Regions from separate parts of the Anas platyrhynchos genome. Here region 2 is linked to region 1. Evidence: chromatin contacts called from public Hi-C data. All regions are on one chromosome and are shown on one strand. The core of a region is the stretch at or near the end of the contact, and the rest is flanking DNA. Distances in the headings are between cores, read along the strand shown.

What was found. Hi-C and Micro-C count contacts between places; a contact is called where the count stands out from the background.
Region 2: a Hi-C map of skeletal muscle shows a contact between it and region 1, with 4 times the contacts expected there. The contact joins the enhancer-like site here to the promoter of LOC101798824 in region 1. A contact is called at or near these places in 2 of 8 Hi-C or Micro-C datasets (liver and skeletal muscle).

Annotation. Positions count from the first base shown.
Region 1 is chr14:8,682,163-8,688,824 of IASCAAS_PekinDuck_T2T, reverse strand. It overlaps LOC101798824 (ovoinhibitor), which reads left to right and starts at 2,567. Exons shown (of 16, transcript XM_005027913.6): 1 at 2,567-2,771; 2 at 3,558-3,577; 3 at 4,420-4,556; 4 at 4,740-4,800; 5 at 4,909-5,042; 6 at 5,474-5,534; 7 at 6,527-6,662. The coding sequence starts at 2,582.
Region 2 is chr14:8,720,953-8,727,614 of IASCAAS_PekinDuck_T2T, reverse strand. The region is part of intron 2 of LOC101799014 (serine protease inhibitor Kazal-type 5); the gene reads left to right. Among named protein-coding and RNA genes, the nearest start is that of HRH2, 51 kb to the left of the region's middle. Within about 2 kb of position 3,229, at least 2 of the 8 cell types and tissues checked have an H3K27ac peak or open chromatin away from gene starts, as enhancers often do.

The DNA.
Region 1 (6,662 bases), core at 1,318-3,817:
GGAGCCTGGCAGTGCTGCCCACCACCTCTCATGGCCACCACAGCAGCAGGGCCTCTGCATGAGCCTCATGCCAGTCTGCAGGAGGGCTTCTGTTGCAGAGCCGTCTCTTCTGACTGCCTGGGTGTCCCCCTGATGCTGTACCCTCCAAGCAACTGCTGTGTATGGGTTTCAGCCTTATCTCCCTTGATTATCACAGGCTGTGCTCCATGGCCCACCTGCTTTGTCTCAGGGACTGGTGAATGGGCCTCTCCTCTCTTTAAGGTTCCTATTTAGCACCCATTGGCATACGCCTCCTGTCCTGCAAAGGTCTCCCTGGTACATGGAGCTCTTGTCCAGGCCCTGGGACATGCCCTGCTCCTGTATGCTGCAGGGGTCCTCCTGCTGGCCAGCCATCCAACCAGGACTGCAGAACAAGACAGGGAGCTGGAAGAGCTCTCCAAAACTTTCCTCAAAATGAAGGTATGAGCAACTCCACTTGAGTGGGTCACTCAAAATAGTAAGATGTAGATGCAACATGTTGCAAGTTTAAAAAAAAAAAAACACCAAATACAACAGCAAACACGCATGAAAATTCACACTTTCCCTATATGCTGAAGGTCCTAAAAGAAATAGTTCAATGTTAGCACAGTTGTATTGCTATCTGCACTCTTGGTTTGTAGATAGGAAACAGAAAAAAATTCTGCATATATTTCTGAAAAACAGGTGGGTTGGCTTCATTGCCTTCTAGCCTCAAAGGAGTCACATTCTTTCTTGGCCCATGTGGGTGAACAAGCACTGCATTGCAGCTGAGGTGGGGGGTGGCAGACATAGGCTATGGCTGCGATGTTGTTTTCTAGATCCCAATTCCTCCTCTAGATCACTGACAGGTGTTTTTTATTTGCCCCTTTAATCCATCTCCTATTGCAAACATTCCCTGAATTTAATAACTTAGCTAGAAGACAATTGCTGTGATCTTGACAGAACATGCTGAGTCAATCTATTTTAACTGCAGATTTGGTTTGCAAATAATGTCTCCTCACCAATAAGGTTCAGGTGTCATCTTTGTGGACATTGGCAGGGATTTGCTTGACCGTGACAGCTTTTACAGAGTCTGGCAATTAAGTTGTCAAGTTGCATTTTCCTCTGACAGGCAGCATTAATTGATGATGGACTTGGCTTCAATAAGCACTGAGAAAGATAGATATTGTGATCAGGGTGAATAGAGGTCCTTACACTTGAGAGCTGTGTTGGTCCAAAGCTCTGGAGTCCTTGACACTTGGTGTTGTTGAGATAAGGGACAGGGCAGGAGATAGCTAGGCTGAATTTCGGGGAAGTAACGAAAGCAAGATATGTGAATAGAGACCTCTGTAACATCACTAGGCATCGACATAGCTGGAAATGTTGGTATCTGGGGAGGCTTTAACTTTGTAGATGCACACTGCAAACTACTACTGTTAGCAGAGCTTCTGGATATGAGGAGCAAACAGAATTTTTGATTAAGTAATCCCCCAAATCATGTCATTGTGGATTTGCTTTTCATGTGAAAAGGGTGTTGATGTCCTCCTCTTAGAAAAATAATACTGGGATGATTCAACCTGAGCTCACTCTGTTTAAATCATGCCAAAAATAGATTTGCAAATAAGGATTTTTACTACTGAGTACAGAATATGAAAGATTAAAACTTAGAAACTTGGAAAATCTAGGATCCCAACTGAGGAGACTTGTTTTGAGACCAATGTATAGAATTGACAAAAAATCTGCTTAAATAAAGGAGAAAAACATGTTCAGGACTGATCTAAGCTGCGTTACTTTAATGCTGGGCAAACCTTCAGCTGAAGCTTGAAGAAAACTAAAGACATGAAGTGTAAAGGAATGATTAATGTACACGATGAATGTGCCGGAAGGTAATCGTGTATGAGCTAATATCAATCTTTACAAAGTTGGCTGACTTCCTAGATAAGGGAAGTACAGTAGATCTAGTCTATCCAGACAGCAAAGCGTTTGACCTGTTGCCCTGTGGGATGGTGTCATTTAGGCTTGGCGAGGTGGGTCAGGAACGGGCAACAGGGGAGGTGGTAATATGTGAACAGAGGGTACGACAGGAGTTATCAGTGAACAGCCAAAAAGATGGATTTGGGGACCAAACGTCATGGTTTTGTTCCTTGCCTTAATACAGAGAAAGTTGGTACATGGAGCAGATCTCTTATGAGTCTTTTTTTTAAAGGCAGAAGAACAGGATTTCTTCCAGAGGGAATGGGGTAACCTTCTGGGCTGCAAGTGCCCAGGCTCAAACTGACGTGAAATGTAGTGGTGAAGGTGCAAAGTCATGCCCCAAGGTGAAATAGCTAGGGTTTTGTCTACCAGCTAGGAGCTTGGTTGAAAACTACAGCAGAGGAGAAAAATCTAATTGCACTTATTCCGTTGTAGGGCAAATGAGAGCCTGCACTGTGCTGGGGCAGATCCGGGAGCGGAGGGGCCTTGGCACGCTCTCTTGCTGGCTCCCCTCAAGCCACACAAAAGGCCCCTTCCTGGCATACGTGCCTGCGTCAATCATTAGCTAGAAATCCAGAGCTGGGTAAATACATTTTGGTTTCCCGTGTTGATGACGGATTGGGTGTTACATCATAAGGTGGGACCATTTGACATGACAGTTCGCTATATATTCCCACTCCTGCCTGTGCCCTTCCTCTCCCACACTGAGAGCGATCGGGCTGTAGTGGCACAGCTGCTGTCTGCCATGAAGACCACCAGGCTCTTTGTGAGAGTGGCTCTAGCCCTCTGCTGCTTCTTAGGTGAGTGTTTCCCATCCAATTGCATAGGTTGCTTTAGCTGAACCAGCAGCGGGGTGATCAGCAAAAGTATTGGGGTCTTGTAATGTGCAGGAGAGCCTTATTCCATGGAGGAATATTCTTCCTGAGAGTGTAGCAAAGAATTAAACTGAAAGAACCAAGTTTCAACAAACCTCATGCAGATAACTGCTTTCATCTTGGTTTATAGGAGGAAATTGCTGAGGCAGCAGTCTTAGTGCAGGGCAGGAGCTTGCATGTGGAACTGCTGGGTATAAGGGCAAAGCAAGGCTGTTTGCAATGGCATCCGTGTCCATGTGAGCAACATAAGTGCTAACTTTAATGGCTAGAATCACTCTGTGAACTTTTCTGTGCTGTTCCCAGTAACTGAGAAGTTTGTGTCTTGAGATGGGTAGTGCCAGTGATTGACAGCCATCTTAAATGCACGTCTGAGCTTCTCGAAATCAAATACAAAGTCTTTTAGAAGAGGTTAAACTCAGAGTGCAGAATTGAAAATGCCTATATCGCTTCCCTGTAATGTCTTAGGAACTGATTAATACATATGGTCTCCCCCATTCTATCTGCCATCAAAAGTGGAATAAAACTTTATTTAGTAACTTTTAATTCACCTTATGAGCACTTACTAACATAATGTAAGACTACATTTTCTTAAACCCAATAAACCAATCAACAAGTCACTGAATTTAATTGTTTCATAGGAAGATTTGCATGTCATCTCTGCACATCAATATATATATATATATTTATTTTCTGTCTCTACTTTTCTTTTAGATACTACCTTTGGAATTGAGGTAAGTTACAGATTTTTCCATTTATTCTGTTCTATTCTGAGCTTCTGGTAAAATAGAAACAGTATATAATTACCTGATGAGCAAGTGGATTAAATCTAATGAAATCCTGGCTGTTCAAATAATATTTGCCAGTGCATGATTGAATGATATTGCCAAATCATGAGAAAGTAAAACACCCCCCCCCATTTATACTATTTTCAGTTCATTAAGTAAAATGAAGAAAGCAAGAAGTAATTATACAATCCTATTAGAATAACTCTTAAATATAATTGAGTTACTCCGAGTCAAAGGGCAGTATATTACCTCCTCAAGAGGAAAGCTGTCTTAAGACGATATGCTTGAACGCATCAAAGACCATGATTCTGATATTTTTTCTATACATTAAGACCCGCAGTATTGTGTTCTTTTCTATCCCTATATTGGGTTGAGGAAAACAGCGGGGTCCGCGTGATGGATTTGTCTGCAGGTTCTTCCCACACAGTTATGAGACTCCTGTAACTCACCAGAGAGTGTAGCATGATTGGAAACGATCAGATTTGAGCTGAGGGACTCTGGCGTACGGCCAGGCTCCCAATTATCAGATGCCTTCATTAGGCACCGTCTCTCCCACAGCTATCCTTCCTCCGTGTCGTGCCTCCCCCGGCCCCCAGCAGGAAGGCGTAATCAAAAACTTCTGTAGAGAAGTTTCCCTGCTCCTGACAGCCTGAGCAGATTCAAAATGATACCTCTGGGTTTCCTCCCGGCTGGAGCTGCGGGCACTGCTGCGGGAGGTGGGAGGCTGCGTGGTTTGTCCTTTCTGGGCAGGAGCTGACCTTGGGGCCGATGTTGTGCTGCTTTCCCAGGTTGATTGCAGCCAGTATTCCAGCGGCATCGGCAAGGATGGGACCCTCTGGGTGGCCTGCCCAAGGAACCTGCAGCCAGTCTGCGGCACCGATGGCTCCACATACAGCAACGAGTGTGGGATCTGCCTCCACAACAGGTGAGATTTGCTGGAAACCCTGCAGAAGCAGCAAGGTAGGGGACTTGCGGTAAGGGTGGCAGCTTTGTCCCCCAGAGGTGGGCTGTGCAGAGGAACATGAATTAGCACCAAGGTGTTGACACTGCCAGCAGGGAGGTGACGACTGCTCTGCACAATTCCTGACACAGGTCTGCTTTCTTCTAGGGAGCACAGGACAAACGTAGAGAAGGACTATGATGGAGAGTGCAGGCCAGAGCACGTTACGGTAGGCATGACAGTAAGACAATGTCTTGCTCTGTTGTTGTCCATAAAGACTTAATTTTATTTAATTCTTTTTTCTATTTTTTTTTCTCTATTCCTACTCTTTTTACAGATTGATTGCAGCAAATTCCAGCGAACTGCAAAAGGTGGTGGTGTTCTGGTAGCCTGCCCAAGGATTCTGAAACCAGTCTGTGGCTCAGATAGCTTCACTTATGACAACGAATGTGGGATCTGTGCCTATAACGCGTAAGTCTTTTCTGCAGAACATCCTTCTGGATAATTAGTAATAGCTAAGGCTCTTGGAAACGCTTCTGTAAAACACCAGGATTTCTTAAGGCAGGTGTCTCGGTGGGTCTCTTTGAAGCTGGCTACTTGTAATTCTCCAGCCAACTTCAGTTTTCTTCCCCATTCTCTCTCTGTGCTCGTGAGGGGGATCACAAAAGAGCCAGAGCAGAACCATGAACGGATCAAACTGTTGCTCCTAATACCATGTGATATGGAAATACCGTGCATTTTTTTCTCAGTAAGGGTTGCTACTATCTGTGGGGTGCATCCAGACAACTCAGCCAGGTGCTGTGCCCTACATGGCGGGTGGGGCCTTTCTTGTCCCAGTGGCCAGAGGGAGATAGGAAAAGTTATTCTCAAGGCTCCCTAACCAAAGAACCTCTTTCTTCCAGAGAACATCACACCAACATTACCAAAATGCATGATGGAGAATGCAAGCTGGATGTTGTCTCAGTAAGTGCAATAGAAATCAAAATCTCTCTCTTAGGGCTGTATAACAGAGAAAATCCCAGTGATTTTTCTAGGAAACTGCAAGAGGATGATATGACAGGACTTGCAAGGGTTGCGGTCCATCCTCTGGCTTTCTCTCCAGTAAGGGTATTTTTTGCATCTTCCCTGTCCCAAAGAGAGGGTCATTCCATATATTCCACACCAAAGGGACAAAAGAGGAGGCCCAGGATTTTCCTGGCATTGTGCTGTACAGGTTGGCAGCTTTCTCTCTGAAGATTCCTCCCTTTGCATTTCCACCCTTTGCAACAAGCATTCAAAATTCCCATCCTGGTTGCTTTCACAGACATAGTGAGATTCAGAAGAGCAATGAGCATACATATTTATAGGGTATAGCTCATTTTGTATTTATACAGGGCCAAGAGCCCAGTGCCTCAGGAAGAAAAGCTTATATATTTCAGCACAAAAATTTGGAGATGCAGAAAGTTCATTCTCCAACTGACAGATAGCCATTCTTTAGCCCTTCAAATCCCATGCTTAACTACAGGGAATTAGAATTAATAAATAATCACGGTGCTGGAGAACTGGAGAGAAAACTAACACAAACCAAAACAAAATTAGTTGGATTTCTTGCGAGTGAAAAATGTTTTCACAACCATTTTGTTGTTGAGAAGGGATCCTACAATTTTATATATGTTCCTCTGCCTGAAGAATTCATTCTCCAAGATAGGTCCTTTTTCCCAGCTCCTAAAGAATTAGGATAATATTCAGCCTATTTCTGATATAGTTTAATTTAAGTATGTCAGGGCTTTGTTCTGTCATAGAAACTACAATGGCTGTGTTGGTTTTTTTGTTTGTTTGTTTGGTTGGTTGGTTGGTTGGTTGGTTGTTTTTTTTTTTTTTTCCCATTCAGGTGGGATACCAAATGAAAAGGTTTTGCATTGACTTTTCTCACATTCCTAGGGCTCCACCGGGGCTAACTCTCCTTATTTTGGCAGATTGACTGCAGTAAATACCCAACAAGAGTCGCTGAAGATGGCAGAAAATTAATAGCCTGTCCCAGGATCCTGAATCCAGTTTGCGGCACAGATGGCTTCACCTATGATAACGAGTGCGGGATCTGCGCCCACAACG
Region 2 (6,662 bases), core at 1,980-4,479, 38 kb before region 1:
AGGGAGCCTGCTGCCAGCCCCTCTGGCCTCAGCCTCGCAGAGCAGGTGGGACTGCTCCTCTGACTGCACCCGCTGCTCCGTGGCTCCTGTGCCAGCTCTGCACTGCTTCTTCCCCCCGGGAAGGATCCAGCTGATTGTTGCAGACCGTCATCCAAATGCCTCTAAATGGGGGAGAACCTGGAGACCTGTTTTACAAGGGTCAAACAGATGTAAATAGCTTTTCTACAAAGATTTCTGCTCCGCTTCCCTCATCCCAAAGGCTGTAGCAGCCCCGGAGGAGGCTTCTTTTTTGCTTCGGTTACTGTACCCTGTTGAGGACTCAGCCCACACAGCCAGTTTTGGGCTCTCCAAGGTTTCTTCAAAAAACCAGCCAAATGTTGTTTGTTTTATGGACACCCTCATAATGCATATGGGTTTCCCAAGGAACAGCCAAAGTGCTGAGGGGGGTGGGGTTGGGAGGGAGGGGAACAGAGGAACTCTTCATCTGGGTTGACTCATGCTTGATGCTTTGGATGGATTTGTTATTCATCATGTACCCATTACTGCCTGGGGCCTGCTTAGCTCCATGCTCAAAAACTTTTTTTTTTTTTTTTTTTTGCTTAAACCACATCACTGCAGTGCTGCTAAGCACTTGTTTGCAGTTGCCATGAGTGCCTTTACTCTAAAGCTCTTGGAGGCAGGAGATAACTAACTTCTTTCTTCCTTTCTACAGAAAACGGTTTTGTTCCCGGACAAATCTATTCCACACAGCCAGTGTAAACCTCCTGCCCAGCAGCAAAGCTGTGGTACCTAAATGGCTCGCAGATACGGTGCTCTCATTTGTGGGTCTCTGTAGCTACAGCTGCAAGCAGAGGTAACAGCAGGGAAAGGCAGTTTTGCCTGCAAGTGTTGACCTTAGCACCAGTTGGATGGAGGGTGATTAAAAGAGTAAAGCTCATCTTGTTTGAAATTGCCTATGGGATGACAACTCTGTTTTAATGCTGTTGTCTTCTGTGGATGTGTGCTTACCTGTGTGGGCATGTTATGCTCCTGCCACCCAGAGACCCATCTTTGCTGGAGGTCAGTGGTGCCAGCAAGAGCAATGCTGTCAGTGCTGCTCTGAAACTAACAGTGCTGTTGGGCAATTCCTCTATGCCTGCTTAAAGAAAGTCACCGGAATTGCTTCTGGGACTTGATTTCTGGTGCCAGTAAGTTCTGCAGAAGCAAAATCCAGCAGTGATGCTAGGCCTGGGAGAGGTAGATCTGCTCCTGGGAAGCAGTGATGGCTGATCTGCTGTTGTGCACCCGAAACATTAGCATTATAATTTCTGGGCTGGTAATTCCCATCACTGAAAGCTCATTGTTACAGAAATCATGTCTAGTGAAAAGGGACAAACCCATCTCTACTGCATCAGAGTGAAATAGCTATGCAAAGCAAACTCTCCCAGACCTCAGTGCTGGTGTCATAGACCTCAGCAGCAGAAGTGTGTGGGGCTGGGGAACTGATGGGGGACAGTAGAATGAACCCCAGGCTCAGCTCCAGGGAAGGTTGTGTCTTACCCTAACCATTGACTCATTCTGTGGCCGATGGCAAATCTTGCCTTTCTTCATAGTTCCTCTGATAGAGGACGCTACTTGTGACAGCCTCTCCAGGCTATAGGAAAAACTACTCAGTTGGTGTAAAGCCCCTAGGTGGTGTTGGCCAAACTGTTCCCTAAATGGCAGGTGTGCCCTAATGGAAGGGCAGCACCTGGGGCTCTGGGTGAGATTTAAGTCAGAGGTGGAAAGCTGATGAGAGAGCACCTGCACAGACAGCCATTATTGCGGGAGGGATAGCTTAATTCCAGTTAGGTCCTAAAGCAGAAGTCAGTGCAGTAAGGCACTGCAAAACCATAGCTCTTAAGCTAGGACAGTTGTCTGCTGAAAAGGGACAGGTTGCTTATTTTCTTGTCGCTCCATTGCTTATATCCTCTGCTTGCTAAGTATGCCCTGTCATTTACAATGCAAATGACCTGATTTGAATGGTCTAGTTAAATCTTGGAGCTATGCTGATGAAAGACAGCACAAGAATATGACCATGCAAAGCATCTTTTCACTTAGGTTCACTTAATCTGGTAAATGCTGGGGCTAGAAGTGAAAAATGAAACTCACAGAGAAGTCAAGTTCACAGATGTCCTGGAGTTATTCTAGCATCTGGAGAGCTGTTCTTTATTCAGATCAGGGGCACTCACTTTCCCACATCTCTTCAGTTTCCTCTTTGTTTTTTTGATGCTTTTGAGAGCTGTGTTTAGTCTTGCTTATTAATCCTGTTTGCTGCAGTGATGCCACAGGGAGCCACTGCCGCTGGCATGAAGAGCTTTCAGTCTAATTTGAAACAAGATGTAACAAGGGAACACAACCCAGAGTGGGAGGCAGAGGGTGTAATGAGATCCCAGGTTTGATAGCCTGCGTGTTGCACAACATGGTGTGTTTGAGCGCCTTGTTTGCAAACTTTGGGTGTCTTTTCTAAATTTTAGGGAATAATATCAACCTGAAGGTCAAGAGCAATACGAAAAGAGTAACCGTGTTTTGGTTTCAACTGGCCCTGAACTATTAATTTGCCTGTATTTTTGGAGACAGAGAAGTGCAGCAGAAGTGTTTTTAGATCTAGGGCACAAAGAGTTCAAGAGTGGTGCTTATGGGAGAAATTACCAAAAGGAGCTTCCAAGGCCACCAGTGTAGCTGAATTTGAGTAGTATGATGCAGAATGAAGCAAGAGTAGCCAAGGCAAGAGGCTGCAGCTCTGGGAAACTTTAAAGGTGAGGAGGGCAGCACACTGGTTTTAATGAGAACGCAGGGAGTTATTAAAGGAAGGATGAGGAATAAGCAAGGATGGATCTCATCAGCTGCTTTTAAAATGTAGGACGTGGGAAAACTGGGGGGAAAGTGTTGGCATGCATCCCAGGCTGCACTGATTTATTTTTAAGCAAGGAATCTATCATTATGAGATGCAGAGACTTAGAGCAGCTGTTCTCAGTACAGGGATGCGAAAGTCCTTCGGCATCCTGGGAGTGAAGTGAAAGTGGATCTTTCGTCTCACTCTTTATTCCTCCACAGTAAAAGTTGATGAGTCCTTCCCTGTCGAAAGTGAAGTGCCAAATATTTCCCTTTGATTTATTCCTTTTACAACTAGCTTCCCTCTGCCCTTGCGGCTTGTTCTGGTTGAAAATGTCTGCAGTTGCCATAGTTCTGGGGATTTGGCAATGGTGGTGACTCATGAGGTTCAACCTTGTCAGCTCAGGGCAGCCTGCCAGCAAGAAGGCCCTCGGAACTCGGAGTCAGGAAGCAGGGGTTGCTTCAGGAGCTGTTGTACTCTTGAAGGGTGTCTTTGGGCTCCCCCCTTCAACCTGTAAAACAGGTGCAAGTGGAATTGCAGCAGGAGGGGATGCTGAGAGCTCCCTTTGGTGGAGGACAAGGCCCAAGTTTGCCAGCAGAGACCACCTAGGGCAGATCTGATGGGCTTTAGGGTTAGATCCTCATATCTCTTTCCAACCTTGGTGGTTGGAGCTCAGGTAAAAGCAGAGTGTATGATGTTGGCAGGTGGCAGAGAGAAGGTGCTGGGCCGTAGCTGTTGGCTCTGCTCTGGCTCCCAGTCCGGCAGTATTTTGCCTGGATGCTGGGTTCAGTTCTCCCAGACACCAGGCGAAGAGATTATTTCTACCATGCATAAAAAGATTGCAGGGTTTGGCATCTGCTTTGAGGCTTTCGCTGGCAGGCTTAGTAAAGAGGCTTAGGACTGCTCAACCCAGGGAAGTAAATCTGCTGCATCTCTCCTCACATAATGGAGAGCAGGCTTCAAAGGAGGACGAAAACCTTTGCTTTGTAGCCTGTGTACGTGTTTGGTCTCGCTGATCCTCAACCTTGTCTCTTTGCACTGGTGTAACAGTGGGGAAAAGAAATAGAAACCGATATGTCTAGGAATAGATCCGGTGGGTGGGACACCTCCAGTGCTGGCTGGGGGAGGTTCTTCAAAGAGCGGGGATGTCTGTCTCCTCCTGGGCTGCGGGCTGCCGAGGGGCAGGGCTGCGGCGCTGCACTCACCTGCATCGCACGCGGCCGCCCGAGGGGGATTTTTATGGAGCAATCATGGTAATTAGCGAGCACAAGTTTTTCCACGTACCAAACATTGTCGAGGGCAGTCATTCAGCCCTGTGCTTGTTATTGCACTGAGTGTTGGGCAGGAGTGTCTTGGGAATTTGTCACATCCCAAGGAGGAGGGGGGGGGGAGCCCCATCAAAGTGTCCTCGACTTGCTGATGTTGGCTTGCCACCCTGAAACAAAGGGCTGATGAAATAGCATTAGCCAAGCTGGTCGCTAATGAGGGCAGAACATCTGGAGCCAGGATTTGTTTATACCTCTTTGTTTTGTCATTGTTGGGGAGACAGAAGAGGAAGTGTCACTCAGAATATAAATCGTGACATTCAAACAAAGGGCTGACATCTGGGTGTGATTTTGGACTTCATGTGTGCGGGATCTCCTGAGGTTTAAGCCCAAAATTTTAGCCCAAGATGTTGGCAGTCCATTCTGTTTTCAGAAGGTTTAGTGTCACTTCAGGACAGGGACTAAGGAGGCATCCCAACCTCCAGGCTGCAGCTGGCATGTGCTGAAACCTGGGAATGTCCGCATCAACTCCGACGCTTCAGCAGCTGGGGAGAGCAAACCCCAAACCTGGGTGCTGGTCTGACCATGGCTGGTTGTGGATATTGAGGGGAGTAAACAGGGCGAGCACAAAGCAATTCTTCCTGTGATAAAGCTTCCTGTGGCTTGGGGACTCACCAGCCAGAGGCTGCATCTCCATCATCATCATATTTAATAGCCACTGATGGACCAGTCCATGAGTTTAATTGACTTTTGACTCCCTTGATGTGTTTGGCATCCACAACATCCTGAGGCAATGAGTTCCACAATGCAATTAGATTGTATGGGAAGGGGGGAAAAAACTTCCTTTTGTTTGTTTAAACCCACTATACGATAATTTCATTTGCTATCATTTGTTTTGAGTGCTGTGAGTAATCTTAGACATCTCCTGTTCATTTTCTCTGGGCATTCCTTATTTTAGACTGTCATACTCCTATTCTCTTTGTAGCCTGCCTTCCACTATAGGTGTTCTGGTAATCTTAATTCTTCTCTGGACAAAAGCCCTTCCTACCTCTGTTCCTCTGGGTGGCCAGGGCGGGGGCTTTCTGCAGCTTCCTACAGCCCTGCTGTAGGAAGCTGCAGAATTATCATAGTAATAATTTTCTCCCTCTTAATGGTTCCAATCAGGTGCTAGATCTTTCTGGTTGCTGAACTCTGGCCTGATGTCTTCTTGTGGCCTTACCTACAATATCTCCATGATACACCCCTGAGGGAGCTCTAATAGGCAGCTAGAGTATAGCTTGCTAATTTCCCCTTCTACATCTTTCAATACTGAAATTCGTCTGCCATTTTCTTGTCCAGCCACTGTGTCATGAGTGACTTATGCTTTTCTCTTGGGTGATTTGGAGCTTTGAACTTTTCTGAATCATTCCAATAGTCCCCTTGCTAATCCCCTTTTCCGAGTCATTTATAATAACTTGAGCTGCAGAGATTCCTGTTGGGTCCCACCCCCACTGGGACAGCTGTCCTGTCATTACTGCTTTCTTTTTTAACCACTTCTTAACTCACAGAAGCTTTTCCTTTACTCTATGGTACCTTAGTTTCCTAAGAAGCCTTTAGAGGAGGGATCTCAAGATTGGATTAGAAGTAAAAGTCAGTTGTGTCAAACAATGCCATTGTCCATGCTTGGTGGAACTCTCATGTATGACAAGACAGGACTTTCCTCCCCAAAACCTGTCATGAGTCTTCCCTGGTCTGTCCTTTCTCTGTCCTTACTGCATTATTCTGTTTGTATGAGCTTTTCTCCCTTTACTGCAAAGTGCACTGCAGAGCTTGGGCTGGATGATCATTTTTTGAGTTCCTTGAGTGCTGCTGAAGGACTTAGTCCCTGTGTGTGACCCCGTGTTAATGGGATTTATCCATTTATTGTGAATAAAGAAGTTAATTCAGCTGTTCTGCTATGGTGTTATCTTCCTTGGAGGCTCCCTTCGCCCTCTGATCATGGACACTCAAATTTGTTATTAGTGCCTGTGACTTGAAAAGTTCTGCTCAGAATATTTGTAGTATATTTTGGCACAGCAGAAGGCTTTATATTTTAGATTGTTTTTAATTCCATTATTTGGACAGTACTTCTTAGCCTTGTCTTAGTGCTGTTTGTACCATTTTCTGCTAAGCACACTAACTTTTCTAGAAAAAAAAATCCCTTCGGAGATATGTACTTACACTAATCATTTCTTCAAATGGTCTTCTTGCCTCTGGGGCATGTTTTTTCCCTATTGACTCTTCCTTTCTAACTTACTTTAAACAAGTGTCTGTATTCTCAGGCAGCTTCCTGTTCTTAAGTGAAGTTTACAGTAGCAGGGTTGTAAGGCCTCTTCAGGACTGTTGGTTTTGAGCATGTCACCAGTGGCTCCTTGCTTCTTGAAATCTAAAGAAGTGGTGCTCCTGGGTGCTGCTCAGAACATGATGAAGAAGTGACTTAATGCTTCAGAGGTCACTAATTGCTGCTGGAGGAGCAATAGCTTCCGTTCTTAAACTTTGACATCTTTCTGTCCTGTTACTTACAC